Regions from separate parts of the Mus musculus genome. Here regions 2, 3, 4 and 5 are each linked to region 1. A link is a contact called in public Hi-C and promoter capture Hi-C data. All regions are on one chromosome and are shown on one strand. The core of a region is the stretch at or near the end of the contact, and the rest is flanking DNA. Distances in the headings are between cores, read along the strand shown. Region 1 holds the start of Ppp2r5c (protein phosphatase 2, regulatory subunit B', gamma). Region 2 holds the start of Tedc1 (tubulin epsilon and delta complex 1). Region 3 holds the start of Mta1 (metastasis associated 1). Region 4 holds the start of Nudt14 (nudix (nucleoside diphosphate linked moiety X)-type motif 14). Region 5 holds the start of Adssl1 (adenylosuccinate synthetase like 1).

What was found. Promoter capture Hi-C pulls out the DNA fragments that hold promoters and counts their contacts. A called contact is a pair of places that touch in the nucleus more often than the background predicts. Capture Hi-C pulls out chosen DNA fragments and counts their contacts.
Region 2: a promoter capture Hi-C map of adipose tissue shows a contact between it and region 1, with 2.7 times the contacts expected there. The contact joins the promoter of Tedc1 here to the promoter of Ppp2r5c in region 1. A contact is called at or near these places in 1 of 39 promoter capture datasets (liver), 1 of 115 datasets of contacts at active chromatin or transcription factors (bone marrow-derived dendritic cells) and 2 of 9 other capture datasets (adipose tissue and liver).
Region 3: a promoter capture Hi-C map of liver shows a contact between it and region 1, with 2.7 times the contacts expected there. The contact joins the promoter of Mta1 here to the promoter of Ppp2r5c in region 1. A contact is called at or near these places in 2 of 39 promoter capture datasets (both in liver).
Region 4: a contact with region 1 is called in a Hi-C map of B cells, with 5 read pairs. The contact joins the promoter of Nudt14 here to the promoter of Ppp2r5c in region 1.
Region 5: a contact with region 1 is called in a promoter capture Hi-C map of pre-B cells, with 3 times the contacts expected there. The contact joins the promoter of Adssl1 here to the promoter of Ppp2r5c in region 1.

What each region holds. Positions count from the first base shown.
Region 1 is chr12:110,445,882-110,448,642 of GRCm38.p6, reverse strand. It overlaps Ppp2r5c (protein phosphatase 2, regulatory subunit B', gamma), which reads right to left and starts at 1,419. Exons shown (of 16, transcript NM_001373949.1): 1 at 1,258-1,419; 2 at 606-671. The coding sequence starts at 1,284.
Region 2 is chr12:113,155,030-113,157,790 of GRCm38.p6, reverse strand. Tedc1 (tubulin epsilon and delta complex 1) reads right to left here and starts at 1,370. Exons shown (of 8, transcript NM_134041.3): 1 at 1,220-1,370; 2 at 1,038-1,116; 3 at 428-630; 4 at 64-213. The coding sequence starts at 1,354.
Region 3 is chr12:113,096,911-113,099,671 of GRCm38.p6, reverse strand. It overlaps Mta1 (metastasis associated 1), which reads right to left and starts at 1,394. Exons shown (of 21, transcript NM_001364622.1): 1 at 1,227-1,394. The coding sequence starts at 1,254.
Region 4 is chr12:112,940,740-112,943,500 of GRCm38.p6, reverse strand. It overlaps Nudt14 (nudix (nucleoside diphosphate linked moiety X)-type motif 14), which reads left to right and starts at 1,359. Exons shown (of 5, transcript NM_025399.4): 1 at 1,359-1,510. The coding sequence starts at 1,430.
Region 5 is chr12:112,618,730-112,621,490 of GRCm38.p6, reverse strand. It overlaps Adssl1 (adenylosuccinate synthetase like 1), which reads right to left and starts at 1,444. Exons shown (of 13, transcript NM_007421.2): 1 at 1,181-1,444. The coding sequence starts at 1,372.

The sequences.
Region 1 (2,761 bases), core at 170-2,669:
AAGGGGCCTGCCCTGAAAATCCCCCAAGGGCACAACTCTATTAAGGATCACAGATTCCACCAAATGACCCAAGGGATCATTCCAGATATTCTTGAAATAAGCCAAAGCCAGGAAGCAAGAAAAGTCAGGATTCACCAAAGAGGATGGAGGAGCTTGTGGGAAAGGAAATAGAAGACTGTTTAAAAAAAAAAAAAAAAGTACCCAAATTAGAGCCACCAAAACACATCCACACTTAGTTGAAAAGGACCAGACATCAGCAGAAGAGAAGCTTGCCCAGGACACCAGTTCGAGGCTGCAGCAAGGAAAGCAAGGACCGTGGAAGTCACTGAGAGAGCCAGAGACACAGAAAAGGAACGAGGGGGCAGACCCTAAAGCTAGAGACTCCATTTAAGACCAGTTCACTGGGAGGGCTTGAGCTCTGTTAGAAGCCACAAAACTGTTTTTAAAATGTCAGTTTCGCTGTGCACACTTTAATAAAAGAGTGGGGGGGGGGATAAGTAACTCATAAGAAAAGACTTCAGAAACACTTTGGTTTGTAGAGCCTCCGTGTTAGACCCTAGATTAAAGGCTGATCAAGAATAACAATGAGCTTGTCCAGAGGTTACCTCTGTTTCTGCTGTATCTTGTCCTTCTTTTGGACCTTTTCCACTTTTCACCGGTTTTGGTGGTTCCTGGGAATCATCACAAAACAAAAACAAAAAAACAAAAACAAACAACAACAAAAAACCATTAGTGTTCTCAATATTTGGACCGCTAAGCATCAGCTCAAATGCAGTTTCTAAATTGATACATATCACTGAGAGCTTCTGATGGCTTTAATATGTCAGCAGCAAACTACATCATATTGAGTATATTCACAATACCAGCAGCCTTCAAATTCCGTTTCTCTTCATGTCTGTGTTGGGGGGCGGGGGAGGGAGGTGAAAACTCCAGGTAGGGACACGTAACCCCAGCTCTCGGCCCATCCCTTTCTCCCCTCCCACCCTTAAACCTCACAAGTGAGGGTTTCTGGGGCGAGTCCGGAACGCTCCAGCACCCCAGCCCCCGCCACGCAGAGCACTGCACGGAGCATCAGCCGCCACCCAGAGCGACCGCGGCACCTCAGCGCCACCTCAGAGCCTGAGCGGCCTCCCCAGCTCCATGCAATCCTGCCAGCGCCCTGGGCCCGCCCGCGAGCCTGGACGACCTGCCGCCCCGCCCCTACCCGCCGACGCGGGGACCCCAGACCCGGTCCCGGAGCCCCCGGCCCCGACTCACTTTCTCCTTCTTGTTTTTATTCGGCATGGCTGGTGCGGGCCGCCGCCGCCGCCCCTGCCTCCGCCCGCCGCCACTGCCGCTGCAGCAGCAGAAGCGCCCCCGGCCCGGCCGTCGCGCCGCCCCGGCCGCCGCCGCCGCCGCTGCAGCCGCCGCCCGGGGACTGAGTCGCTCGTCCGCTCTCGCTTCCCCTTTTCCAGGCTCCCAGAGGCTGCGGCAGCCGCGGCGGCGGCGGCGGCGGCGGCAGCGGCGGCGGCGTCTCTCCGCCCCTCTCCCGGCAGGCCCCGCCCCCGCCCCAGGCCCCGCCCCGCGCCGGCCCCACGCTGCCCTCTCCCCGCCTCGCCGCCCTCAACGACGCCACGCCATTGGCCGACACGGCCCCACGTGCCCTAACGCTCCGCAGCGTCGCCCCGCCCACTGCGCGGCCTGTCCCCACCCCCTCGGTGCGGACCGGCTCGTGTGCCGGGCTGTGAAGGTTTTGGTGGAGCCATCAGGGAGGGAGCTACTGGGGAGAGGGAGGCGTGTGCGGACAACGGAGGTGATAAAGTCACGGCCGCTGAGCCGGGACGGGGAGGAGAGCAAAGGACAGTGAGGAGCGGGAATGCACATGTGAGATGTATGGCGACTATTCTGTAGCCTTCCAGGCACGAAAAACTCTACCCCATAAGCCTGGTAGCGGTGACGCTCGTGCAGTGCGGAGGAGACCCGGGACCGCGCGAGCGGCGGTTTCCTTGGGCCATTAGGCCCCGCCCACGAAGGCAATGCTGCTGGCTCCGGGGTACGCTCCGCCCACCGCACGCCTCAGAGGCGGGGCTCGCCTCAGCCCCGCCTATAGAGTCCACGCCTCTCCTTTCGTCCCCGCCCACGCGAGCAAAGGAACTCTCCCCAGAGCAGACTCTGCCCACGGCGGTCCAAGTGTAGACTGCCTAGTTCCCCTGTGGTCCTGCACGCCGAAATTTCTCTGTTCCAGACTCACCCGCAAGGCAACCGGCTTCCCCAATGTAGGCACCGCCCACCTTACGTCTTAGGGATTGGATCCACCTAGGCCGAGCCCATCAGCTGCTCACTCTGAGACTCTACCTGCACACTGCCACCCATCGCCCCGGCCCACCAGGGAGGTAGTCAGATCAGTGTAGGCTTTTTTTCCGAGCCCATTACGTCTGAGCAGCCCTGCGTCTTTGTTATTCTTTAATTACCAGTGGTCGTTAGCCTGTGAGAAAACTGCATGAAGACCAGGGATCACTTGATTCTCTCACTTCTCTAGTAGCTCTTTATGAGGGAAGAAGCTAATTCGCTACTTATACAGTCCTGTTTTTGGAGTTGTCAGTGTCTGACATCCTATGCTAAGGGGGAGCACTCAGAAGGAAGACTGTAGGAGTGAACTGTTTCGAGTGCAGGAGACTTCAGGCGCTCACTCATGATTTAGGAGGTGCCTTCGTCATAAGCTTTGAGCCTGCTAGACAAACGCTGGAGACTTCAGCTACGTACCCAGGCCAAGGCACTGAAA
Region 2 (2,761 bases), core at 121-2,620, 2.7 Mb before region 1:
CAGAGATGGACCCCAGGGAAAGGCAGCCTGGGCACAGGGTGAAGAGCCATGTGCCTGTATTACCTTGCTGAGGAGGATACACTGCTCCTGCTGACTAGAGATCAGGCATCGCCACCTAAACCGCAGCCTTCCCATCAGCCATTCCACTAGTCGGAGATCCACGGGGCTCTTTGGTTCCACAAAGGGTGCAGGAGGACCAGGACTGGTTGGGGCCTCACAGTAGAGAGGGAACAAGAGTCAGCCCTGCTATACATCCCATATCTCGAGGAAGGACCAGGACAGGGAAGCTGTACTACTGACGTACATCCTCAGCTTCAAAGCTGGATGAGAACCACACCAAGGGCAAATACCACATGAGCTGGAAGCCCGGAGAAATCCACGGGTTCTGGGCAAAGCAGGGCTCTGACACCCTCAATTACATACTCACCTCCCACTGGGGCAACTGGTCACCCAGCTGCACACGGGTCTGGGCAAGCAGCTGCTCAAGCAAGGGTCCTCGGGCGAGGAGCCAAGACAGGGCCAACAGCAGTTCCCGGCTTCCCTGAGAACTGCCGTCTGGAAATTGTAGCAGCACAGACCTGGGGTAGCCTTGGGAGCCCAGTGCTGATTTCACCACACAGGCTTGGGCCTCTGGAGTGGGAAATGATCAGATCAGGGGGTGCTAACCTGGAGATTTCACCTGGATCCCTCTGGGGACCTGAGAGCACCCCCTAAGCTTAGAACCTGCTAAGCGTGGACTAAGGAGGCGAGATCTGAGAGTCTATGAGGAGGCAAAGTGATAACCAACGGGCAGGATTTCTGTGAGTGGTTGGCCAGTCTCAGCGTTTCACTGGAGTGATAAAGCCACTACTACCCAGGTAAGCGTGGTAAAGGCTAGTGGGAACTTATACTAATGGAAGTGGGCGCAACAGCGAGAGGAGCAGGTGCCTGCAGGAAGGGAGGAAACAACAGAGGAGCTTTGATGGGGCGGGACTTGGTGGGTTAAGACAAAACTACAATAGCCTTGGGGAGCGGCTTTCTGAGAGGGCGGGGCTTACCTGGGGCAAGGTCGGTCCAGGTATTGTTTGCAGCAAGCGGTGAGAGCACGCGCAAGAGAAGCTGCCAGAGCACTGGAGCCTGAAGCAAACGAGGAGTTTGTAGTCAGCGGGTATCAGGTGTCACCTACATCAGCCCAGGCAACGCCTGCCCCGACCCCGACCGCCTACTCGAATAGCCTCACCGCCTCAGGTCGATCGAACTTGGCGCGGCGGAAGATTTCTGGGCTGGGCCCAGCAGGCAGGCACCGACTCAGCGCGGCGACAGCCTCAGGCAGGGCCCGGGCAGCCCCTTCCACCCGGCTCCGCCGCCGCCGCATACAGCCAGCACTAGACAGCCTCGGATTGCCCGCTCGGGACCCCGACCAATCACAGTTCCGGATGAGGCCCGCCTTCTCCCCTCAGGCCCAATGAACGATGACTCTGGCGTTTGAGTGCCTACCAGTCTATCCCGTAGGCAGGCACTTCCGGGGTCGGGGGCGGGGATTGGAGGTGCCAACTCCGTTGGAACTCACCAATCAGCACCTCGACTTATCAACCGCCTTAGCAACCCCGGGCTAGGGAAGCGCGAGGCTGGAGGGCGCGCATGCGCCCGAGGTGTTCCCTGGAGGAGCGGAGGAAGGAGCAATGTGGCTCCACCCAGCCACGAAGGGAGTGTCTCTGCGAAGCCGCCCTGGAAGGAACCCGCCGCCAGGGGTCGCCAGGCCTCCGCGAGAAGCAGCTGAGCCCTGCGAAGTGGGTGGGGAGTTCCGGGGGCCACGTCGCCAGAAGTCTCTTCGGAAAGCCATCCTCCCTCTCATGTACAGCCAGCCCCAGACTTCCTTGTCCCCATATTCATTCTTCCTCCAGCCACTAGAAGAGCAGTTTTTAAGGAAAATTCTCCACTTCATAAAAGGGTGCGGCCCTCTCTTTTAAGGTTGAACTTAGTTTTGCACTCAGCCCTTCAGGAGCAATCTTGGTAAGCTTTGAGAATCCCGCAAGGATTCACAGTAGCTACATGACAATGGCAGAATGAACCCAGAGTGCAACCTGATGCACGGGGAAAGACATGCAGTCGGCAACTATCCTCCGCAACCGGCATGAGCCTACTACGTGGCTACAACCTAGGTGAAGCCAGAGCAGCCTCTGTGGGAAGCCGGATGCGAAAGATCACATTATGTGCGCCAGTGCGTGTGGAGGAGGGCCGGACAAAGGCCGGACGCTGCCAACGGTGATCCAGAGACAAGCCTGTAGGCGACGAGTGGCAGGAAGAATTGCTGGGGCGAGACCTGAACGCTCGAGCGGACACAAACTAAGCTTTGTGCCCTCGATGTCGCCACCAAAAATAGTTGGAGCAGCGGACAGACAGTACTGCGTGTACTCTGCATCTCAAAGCTAGGAAAGAAGAGGCAGGTGGAGAGGGAGAGGGTGCGGTGCGGAAAAGGAAAGTGAGGTGAGAGGGAGGGGCAGAGCTGTCCCTTGGCACCTGCCAGTTTAACGGCGGTCTACAGGATGGCCACGCCCTCCGGAAGTGCGGAGACTGCGGGCTCACCTTTACCTTGACCCTCCCTGTGTTTTGCTGCAGACCTTCCTCTGCTCATCTGGATACCTTCAGCTATTCTGCCTCAGGGTCTCCTCCTTCCTGGCCCCTTGCCACACAGCAAATGGCCTCGCCCAGCTAGTTTCTACCTGCTCTTCCTGCCCTCGCTTCAGAGCCATGCTATACTGCACACCTTAAACACGAAGCG
Region 3 (2,761 bases), core at 145-2,644, 2.7 Mb before region 1:
AGCAAAGGTGTGAGATCAGGGATTCCCTGAGAGGCCCCTGCTGTGGGAGGCCTGCTGTGGGAGGATGAGCCATCCGTGTGGAGATAGCTGCACCCCTGTGCCCCAAGCCACAGAACTGAGCTGGCTGGGTCCCGCTGGTGTGAGATGGAAGGAAATGACCTAGGCACTCAGGGGTCGGGGTCTTCCGTAGGAGTGGTTGATGGGTGTTTCGGGGTGGTCTTGCACTCAAGCACACTCTCACAGCAAAGCCCAAGTTTGCTAGTGGGGGACAGCAGCAGACTCATCCACATTTAGGCTGTGACCAGGAGGGTCTCCAAGTCCAGAGAGAGAGCAGAAGAAGGCTATGGGATAACTATAAGGGTCAGCATGGCCTGGATGTGTGCAAGGCCATTCCGGAGTATCCTGGTCACACACACACATACACAAACTGGGCAAAGGGCTTCTTCCCAGGGCCCAACAACTGGGGGACCAGCCCGGGCAGACAGGCTCTCATGGCCCCAGGTCAGTAGGGACCTCTGGCCTTCCAAAGGCCAGGAAAGTGCCTCCTTGCTAGGCAGGGGTGAGCAGTAAGGCAGAGAAAAGTTTGGGGTGATTCAGACCTGCACTTGGGATGTAGGCCCCCTGCTGTAGCCAACCCTCCCCCCCAGGAATCCCTGCTAAGGAAAGCCCTCGGCTGGGACGGGCTCGTGGCCCCTGCAACAGGACTCACGGTGCCTGCACACCTAGCGGGCCCTGCACGGCCCCCTGAGGAGACCGCTTGCCCCCCAGACCCCGAAACTCCTGCTCGCGGGACCGCAGCCAGAGCTCCAGAGGCACGTGCTCCTGCTCAGGGGCTCCGGCCCGGACCCAGGCCCAGGCCTCCCGCCGCCGGGCCCGCCGGCCCCCGGGATGCCCTGGCCACCCTGGCCACTCGCCGCTACTCCGCCTGCGTCCCGCGGGCCACCCCCGGTCCCCAACAGGTGGGCATAGCCCCCTCCCAGCGCCGCTCGGCGCCCCGCGCGCGCGCGCCCCGGCACCGGCAGCCCAGGGGCCATTTTGGGCCGGGACGAGCACCGGAGACCAGAACCGAGCCTCGCGGGCGGGGCGCGAGCGCGACGGGGGCGGGACGGGGGGGAGGGGCGCGGGCCGCGCGCGAGGGCGGCGTGGGGGAGGCGCGGAGGCCGCGGCGGGGCCGGGAGGCGCGGGCGGTGGGCCCGCGGCGCATAAAGGCCGTGGCGGGGCCTTACCTCCGACCCTGTACATGTTGGCGGCCATGTCCGGGCCGGCGGCGGGGCCGCGGGGCGCGGGGCGCGAGCGCGGGCGGCGGGCCGGGCGCGGGCCGGGGCGGGGGCGGGCGCGGGGGCGCCGGCGGGCGGTTTAAAGGGACCGCGCTGCTCCGCCGCCGCCGCCGCCGCCGCCTCCGAGGCCGCCGAGGCCGCGCAGGGACGGGAGGGCCGCGGCGCGGGCGGGAGAGGAAGAGGAGGAGCGGCCGCGGGCGGCGGGGAGGGGCCTCGGGCGCCGCCGCCCACCGCGCGGGCCGTTACCCGACCCCGCGCCGCGCCGGCCCGCGTGCCCCTGGCCGAGTGGCCCTTCTGAGCCCTTAGCTCGCCTGGTCCTCGGCATCCCCGGATCGCCCTCCCACGACCCCTCCTGCCTGGCTCTCAGCATCCCCGGGTGGCCATCCGGAGCCCCACGCTTTCGTGGCCCTGGCATCCCGAGTGGCCCTCCTGCATCCTCTCCAAAGTGGTCCTCGGCATCCCTGGGTCAGCTGCTCATCCCTTGGAGGTCCTTCGAAGCCACTGCTGGAGTGGCCCTTGGCATCCCCAGGTGGTCCTCCTCGGCAGGCCCACACCCTGCGTCCCTGGGACGCACTCCTGCAACCCGCCTAGAGTGGCTGGCCCTCCACATCATTGATGGCCCTCCTGCGACCCCTCCGGAATGATACTTGGCATCCTCCAGTGGCACTCTCCAGGCCCACGCCCGCCTGGACCTCGGCACCCACTGGGTGGCCCTTCTTTAACCCTCAGTGGTCCTCGACATCCCTGGATGGCCCTCTTACATGGTCTTTCAGCTTACCTGGGAGGCTCTCCACGACCCCTCCCAAATGACTCGGGCATCCTCCAGTGGCACTCTCCAGCACTCTCCAGGCCCATTCCCTCCTGGCCCTCAGCACCCATTGGTGACCCTTTCCCTGCCCTCCCCCCACCCCCGCCAAGCTCCATGCTCACCTAGTCTTCAGCAACCCCAGGTCACCTCCAGAGACCTCTCACATACCTGACAAGGTGAGCCCTCCTAGGACTGGCTCCTTGGGAGTTTCTCACAAGGTTGCCTTGGGTCCTTCTATGTGAGCCCTTCCCTGCACCCCTGTGTAGGGATCCTTTCCAATTCTTGTAGGGGTCCTCAGTGTGTCCCCCATTGTCCAACCTCTTCAGTCACCCAGGAACATCATGACTATCCTTGAACAAGGCGGTCATGCTTGTTCCTGAAGTGCCAGGCCTCCCTCCGTGTACCTCCCTGCTCGCTTGGATTCCCTCCCACAAGCCCAAGCTGAAGCCAAGACCACATAAGCCGTGGGGCATTGCGGTGCTGAGGAAGGTGCCTCTTTGTGGCATCTGTGACTAAGGGCTTGCCTTTGCTTATCTAAGGTCTGTGAAGAGGGAGTTCTTAGACATTACCCCAAGGCCAGAGGACAAAAGGTTGTGTCCCTGATGGGACTCCTGTCCCTGCCACAGTTGGGGCAGTGAAAAGGAGCTGACTGGGAGTTCTGGTTGAGTCTGAGCAC
Region 4 (2,761 bases), core at 110-2,609, 2.5 Mb before region 1:
GTAATAACGCTGACTTGTGGCCTCGTGTCTCATGATGTCTGCACTGTCCTGGACATGTGTTCAACGGGGTCTTTGGAACTCCAGGAAACGGCTTGCCGAACACAGAGATGGTTTCTCTAAGTCTTGGGCATTGGCAGCATGGTGCCTTCCCACCTCACCCCACCCACTTTTGACAAACCCCTCTCCATCCAGGCTCCTGCATTGCTCCCATGGGGACAATGATCAGCTATCTAACAGTACCACTCTGGGCCCTGGCCAAAGCCCCTTGGACAGACATATTTCTTGCTCCTGCACACAGGTAGCCCTTTCCTGTGGCCCAGGGATCCCAGAAACTCTACTCACCTCAGTTTATACTAACATTCAAATGTGACTTTCCCCCTACAATGATCTGTAGAGTTGTGGGGGCTTTCTGTTTTCCTCTCAGGCAGGCCCAGTGAGCACAGGTAGCCCCCGGCCAGTGACACTGGGCCCTTTAACATCTTCCTTTGCCTGAACTACTGGTTATAGCAGTGAGAACTCTGTGACTGGTCCCTATTGTCTACACACACTCTAGGGAGAAAGTCTGCCAGGAGGCCTCTGAAATAAAGGAAGACACCTGAGGGCTTTGGTTTCGGGGACTAGAGGAGCTCTTGGTTGATAGTCACTCTGACCTCCAGGACACTAGGTGGCCAGGCCAAAGCCTGGAAAGTTCAGTACTTTAGGAGAGGGATGTGTGTGTGTGTGTGTGTGTATGTGTGTGTGTGTGTGTGTGTGTGTGTGTAGTCTTTAAGAATGGCTCTCTGTGAACCATGTGTCCCATATAGTGAAGTCCTCTCTCCTTGAATCTAGAGTGGCCTGGAACTTTGGATGCATCTGGATTGACATAGTGATGGAGCAGATCTGGGGCCCTGAACAGCTGTTGTGAAATGTGTGCAGCAACATGGCCTTTGTGAAGAACAGAGACAGGAAGTCGCACTTTCTCTCAAACAGGGTCAGGTCAGCCTCTGTGTGGCTAGTGCTCTTCCCGGGGCCTTCCTTCACCAGCCTTTTCTCTTCAGATTTGTCTTCTATTCTCCCCTTCTGTACGCTTCAGTGGGGGCCCTGGCTCCCCAGACTTGGGAAGGGGGTGAGTTTGTTGCTAACCCCGGCCAAACAGACTCCCGCTCAGCTGACCTACCCCGGTGATCCCCTCTGATTTCCACCCGTTGGAGGCTTCATATACTACGAAGCCCTCTCCACCCTACTCAGTTCGCTTCCCCTTTATGCTGGCTTGGGGACTTGTCTGAAAGCGCCTCCCTCGCGCGCAGCACTCCCGCAGGTGCTACCTGGACTCTGTGGCCCGCCCTCCGCCCCGCCCCCCGGCCCGCCCCGCGTGTGAACTGGGCATGCCCAGAAGTGCGTAGACGCGCCCGCCGGCTTCGATCCGCGGAAGAATCTGCTCTGCGCCACCATGGAGCGCATCGACGGGGTGGCCGTGGGCCTCTGTGCCCATTCGCCCTACCTGCGGCCTTTCACGCTGCACTACCGCCAGGTGATCCGCCCCACTCGCGTGTCTCCGCGCTCTCCCCCCGCCCCCCGCGTTGCGGCCCCGGCCCCGCCCCCCGAGCTCACGACTCCGCCCTGAGCGGATTCTCAGAGCTTGAGCTCCGCCCTCCTGCAGTCCTGACGGCCAGTCGGTCAACCCGGAATGGCCAAGGAAGGACATGCAAAGAGAATCGCTCTTTCCTGAGGAAGATTTGACTGGCCCTCCATTTCTGACCGCCCATCGATACTTTTATGCAGTTAGACCCATTGATTACTCTGGGTATCAGGGCAGGAAAACTCTTGGATCAGGGCAGGAAGAACTCTTGGGGAACCCCACAATTGCAGATACCCTCCTTGCGCCTTCTTTCTAGCTCCTCCTTCAAGCCTTAACAGAAAGTCTGCTGTCACGAAGAAACCTCTTCAACTCAGTCTTTCGCAGCTCCCAGGTGTCTGTCTCCCAGAACAACAGGGCCATACATAGCTATCTCACATGACACCGTTGGGCACCTAGTAGGCACACAGAAAACATTTGTTGAACCTACTTGCTGCCTCTTCTCTTTCGTCTTACCCCATGGTCTTCCTTCTCCTCTACCCTGCATGGCCCTGTCTAGTAGGCCCCTGGCACGTTGCCCATTTCCATTCTCTATGCTGTCTGATACACAATTTTCCTGACCTGATCAATGTAGCCCTGACTGGGTTTCAGCTTAGATCAGACCGCCCAGGGCTTGGCGTTTGCCCAGCTCTCCCACTCCATTTCTCTCACCAGTGTTGTGGCCTCCAGCCTGCAAATTCCCTTGCCTCTGGTGTGTCTGCTGTGTGGAGGTCCTTTCCACCTACCCACTAGGCTAGGGAATTCTTCTCCCAGAGTGCAGTGAGGTAATACAGGCTTGAGGGAGCAACTGGGTTCAGTTGAGGAACAAAGGGTAGAGACACGGGGTGTGTGTGGGGGATCACACTTCTTTTCCCTTTCCTCGGCTGGTGACATGGGGTAGCCATGTGGCTCTTTCATACCCAGGACCTGGGGTTCTGGTGGGCTGTGGACGGTCCAGGCTGGTTCGTTCGCCCTCACTTCCTGGGAAGTGCTGTGGGGTGGCTTTACAGCTTTGGCTGGCATCCCACCAGCACATTTCCGCTGATGGCATTGGTAACCAGAGCTCAGTTGAGCAGGCAGCGGCCCGCCATAGCCATAGTCATAGCTGGGAGGGGGGTGGGGGTTGGGGTGGAGGGTAGGCAGCATTTCCTCGGGAACTGAAGGATA
Region 5 (2,761 bases), core at 195-2,694, 2.2 Mb before region 1:
GAAGGGTGGGGGCTTTGGTGCTGGGTCGCTGGAGAGCAGGACTCCAGACCGCTGGGAGTAAATCCCAGTTACATACACATAGCTGGACAATGCATGCAAGGTGTAGGGCTTAGGAGGCCCAAGGTCTGTCCTTAGGACCTAGAGACTTCAAGGGAGAGGGGTGAACAGGGTGAGAGAGCAGGGTAGCTCCTCATTCTTAAGAGAGTTTCCAGAAATCCTCATCCCCAGCTGGGCAAATGTGGCCCAGGGAACCAAGCTATGCCTCCGGAGGCCTCCTAGGAGTCCTCGGGAACTCAGCAAGAAAGCCACAGAACCAGGGAGACAGAACTCCAGCAGGTGTTCCCACCTTCATTTGGGTCAGCAGCCATAAGTGTGGCTCCAAACCCAGTATCACAGAGTATCTTCCCTCAAACCGAGCCCTCTGTGCTGAGGATGGCACCGCAGAGGCAGTGTGGCTGTTAGCTGCAGCTCAACACCACAGAGACTTAAGGAGAGCAGGCAGCTAGCCCTAGGAGAGTACCCACCCGCTGTCCAGAGTCAGTCAGAACAAATGTGGGTGCTCAGAGCACTTTGCAGCTGGCCAAGGGCACAAAGACTGTCTCTGGCCTTCTCTGAGCACTACCAGCCACCGGGTCACACCCTGCCCGGGAAATCTGTGACTCCTCCTTTCTCCATGTCAGCCAGACCCCTTTGAACTCTGCTTTAGGCTCCTGACCCTGCGTTCCTCTAGGTTAGAAACCTATCTTCATCCTGTCTCTGCCTGGCTGACTCGCCGAGGACACCCCCCTTCTCAGAAAGCAGCTCTCACCCTTTGCTGCATCTTAGGGTACCTCGACCCACCCCGTTGGGGCTTTCCCCACTGGAGGGCCCACCATCACCGCCCTGGAACGCCCTACCCCTGAGGATCCCATGTCCTCAACTCAGCGACTTATATTTTTAGCTCGGGCTCCTGCCATTGCCCTGGGGAGGAGGTGGGTGGGTGGTGGGAGGCCAAGAGCTTTGTGTGAGAGGGTGTGTGTGGGAAGGAGGACTTAGGCAGTGGGGAAGGTACTCCTGGGAGGGAGGAATCCAAAAGGCTGTGACCCACTCAGGGCACAGGAGGAAGGGGTTCGTCCGGATCCCGGGGAAGGGGAGAGGCTCGCTGGGCAGGTTAGGGAGGGACTCGGCGCCTGGCCCGCACCTGGCAGCGACTGACGATGTCGGCGTCCGTGGCCAGCAGGTCCACCACCTTGCCTTTGCCCTCGTCCCCCCACTGCGCGCCCAGCACCACGGTCACGCGGGAGCCTGTCGCCGCCGCCTCCTGCTGCAGCCGCCCCCTCTTGACTCCGCCTGTGCCGGGGGGCCGGTCGTTGGAGGCTCGGGTCCCGGACATGCTGGCTTAGCTCCTCTGCTGCTCTGGGCCAAGCGAGAGCCCGCCGCCGCCAGAGCTCTCGCTCCATTAAATGCGGACGCCTAGAGAGGGGGGCGGGCCGGGGGCGGGTCCTGCGCACGCGGTGACGCACCTCGGTGACCTGCGGCCACAGCTCCCTGTCCCTGCCGCTGTCGCTGCAGATGGCGCGCACTTAGGGTGCTAGACGCCCCGACACGACTTGGGCAAGCAGATGACTCAGAACACCCTAGGACGTGAGAGGTGCCAGTGCTGCACGACCCGGACTCTACCCCTGCCCACTGGCCTGCTAGGACTAGGGTTTGGGGTTGCACAAACAGCGGAGGAGGCTGCTTTTTCCGGGGCAAGAGAGCGGTTAACAAAAGCAGAACCACAGATGTTTCTTTGCCGTTAATCTGGAGGATCTGCCTGCGGGATCACCTGTTTTCCCGTCTTGAACCTCGAGTCCAGGACCAGGAACGGTTCTCCTGAGAGCCGCCCAGAAAGTCACCTTAACTAAGACGATCTCTCTCCACCAGGCCACATAGTCACCCCTGCTGGCCCAGGATATGCAGCTCTTGGGTGGCTGTAGCTAGCTACTAGCCCAGCGCCAAGTGTAAGATGAAGTACCCACATCCGCTCGGGGTCAGAGCAACTTGAGGGACACAGGAGCAGAGGAGGATTCAACTTTCCAAGAGACCTCGGGGTCGATGGTTTCTGCCACTCAGTCCAGACTGGAAACAGGGACAAGGGAAAGTCCTGAGGCTGGGAGGCCTGTGTGGCATGCTCCCCCCAGCCCCCCACTGGTGCGTGTCCTTCCAGGGTGTGCTAACTGACCCCTGGGACAGGTTCACAGAGCAGTCAGGCTCCTAGTTGTCCTGGGGGCAGTTCGCAGGACTGTCACAAGACCAGTGAGACTAGACACACCCTCTGGGGGACTGACACCCCCCCTCCCCCAGCTTGGGGAAGAGAGGCTATTCCCAGTCAGCCTCAGCCACACTGCTGCTACCCTCCCTGGCTGTGCAGGTCATGGTGGTCTGTGTCTTCTGTTTCACATAGGGACATAGACACTCTCTTCAGTTGCTATGGCTGAAGCAGTCAGGGCCTCGGATCTGGACACTACTTCTTAGAAGAGCCTTACAGTCTTTGTGTGCAGATTACAATATCCTTCTCTACCTCACTCAGTGCCACAGTGGGGAGGGGGCAAGCGAGTAGACGTGGCATCTAGAGTTAGTGGTTCAGGCCAAGATCTCCTGAGCAGTGGCTGGGACAGGCAGAAATCCCTGATAAGGTCTTTCAGGAAGGTGTGCTCAGAAGGCAAAGCAGGCAGAGAAGGCTGATGCAGGAACGGAGACAAGGGGTAAACAGGAGAATATGGGGGGGGTTGTCACAGGA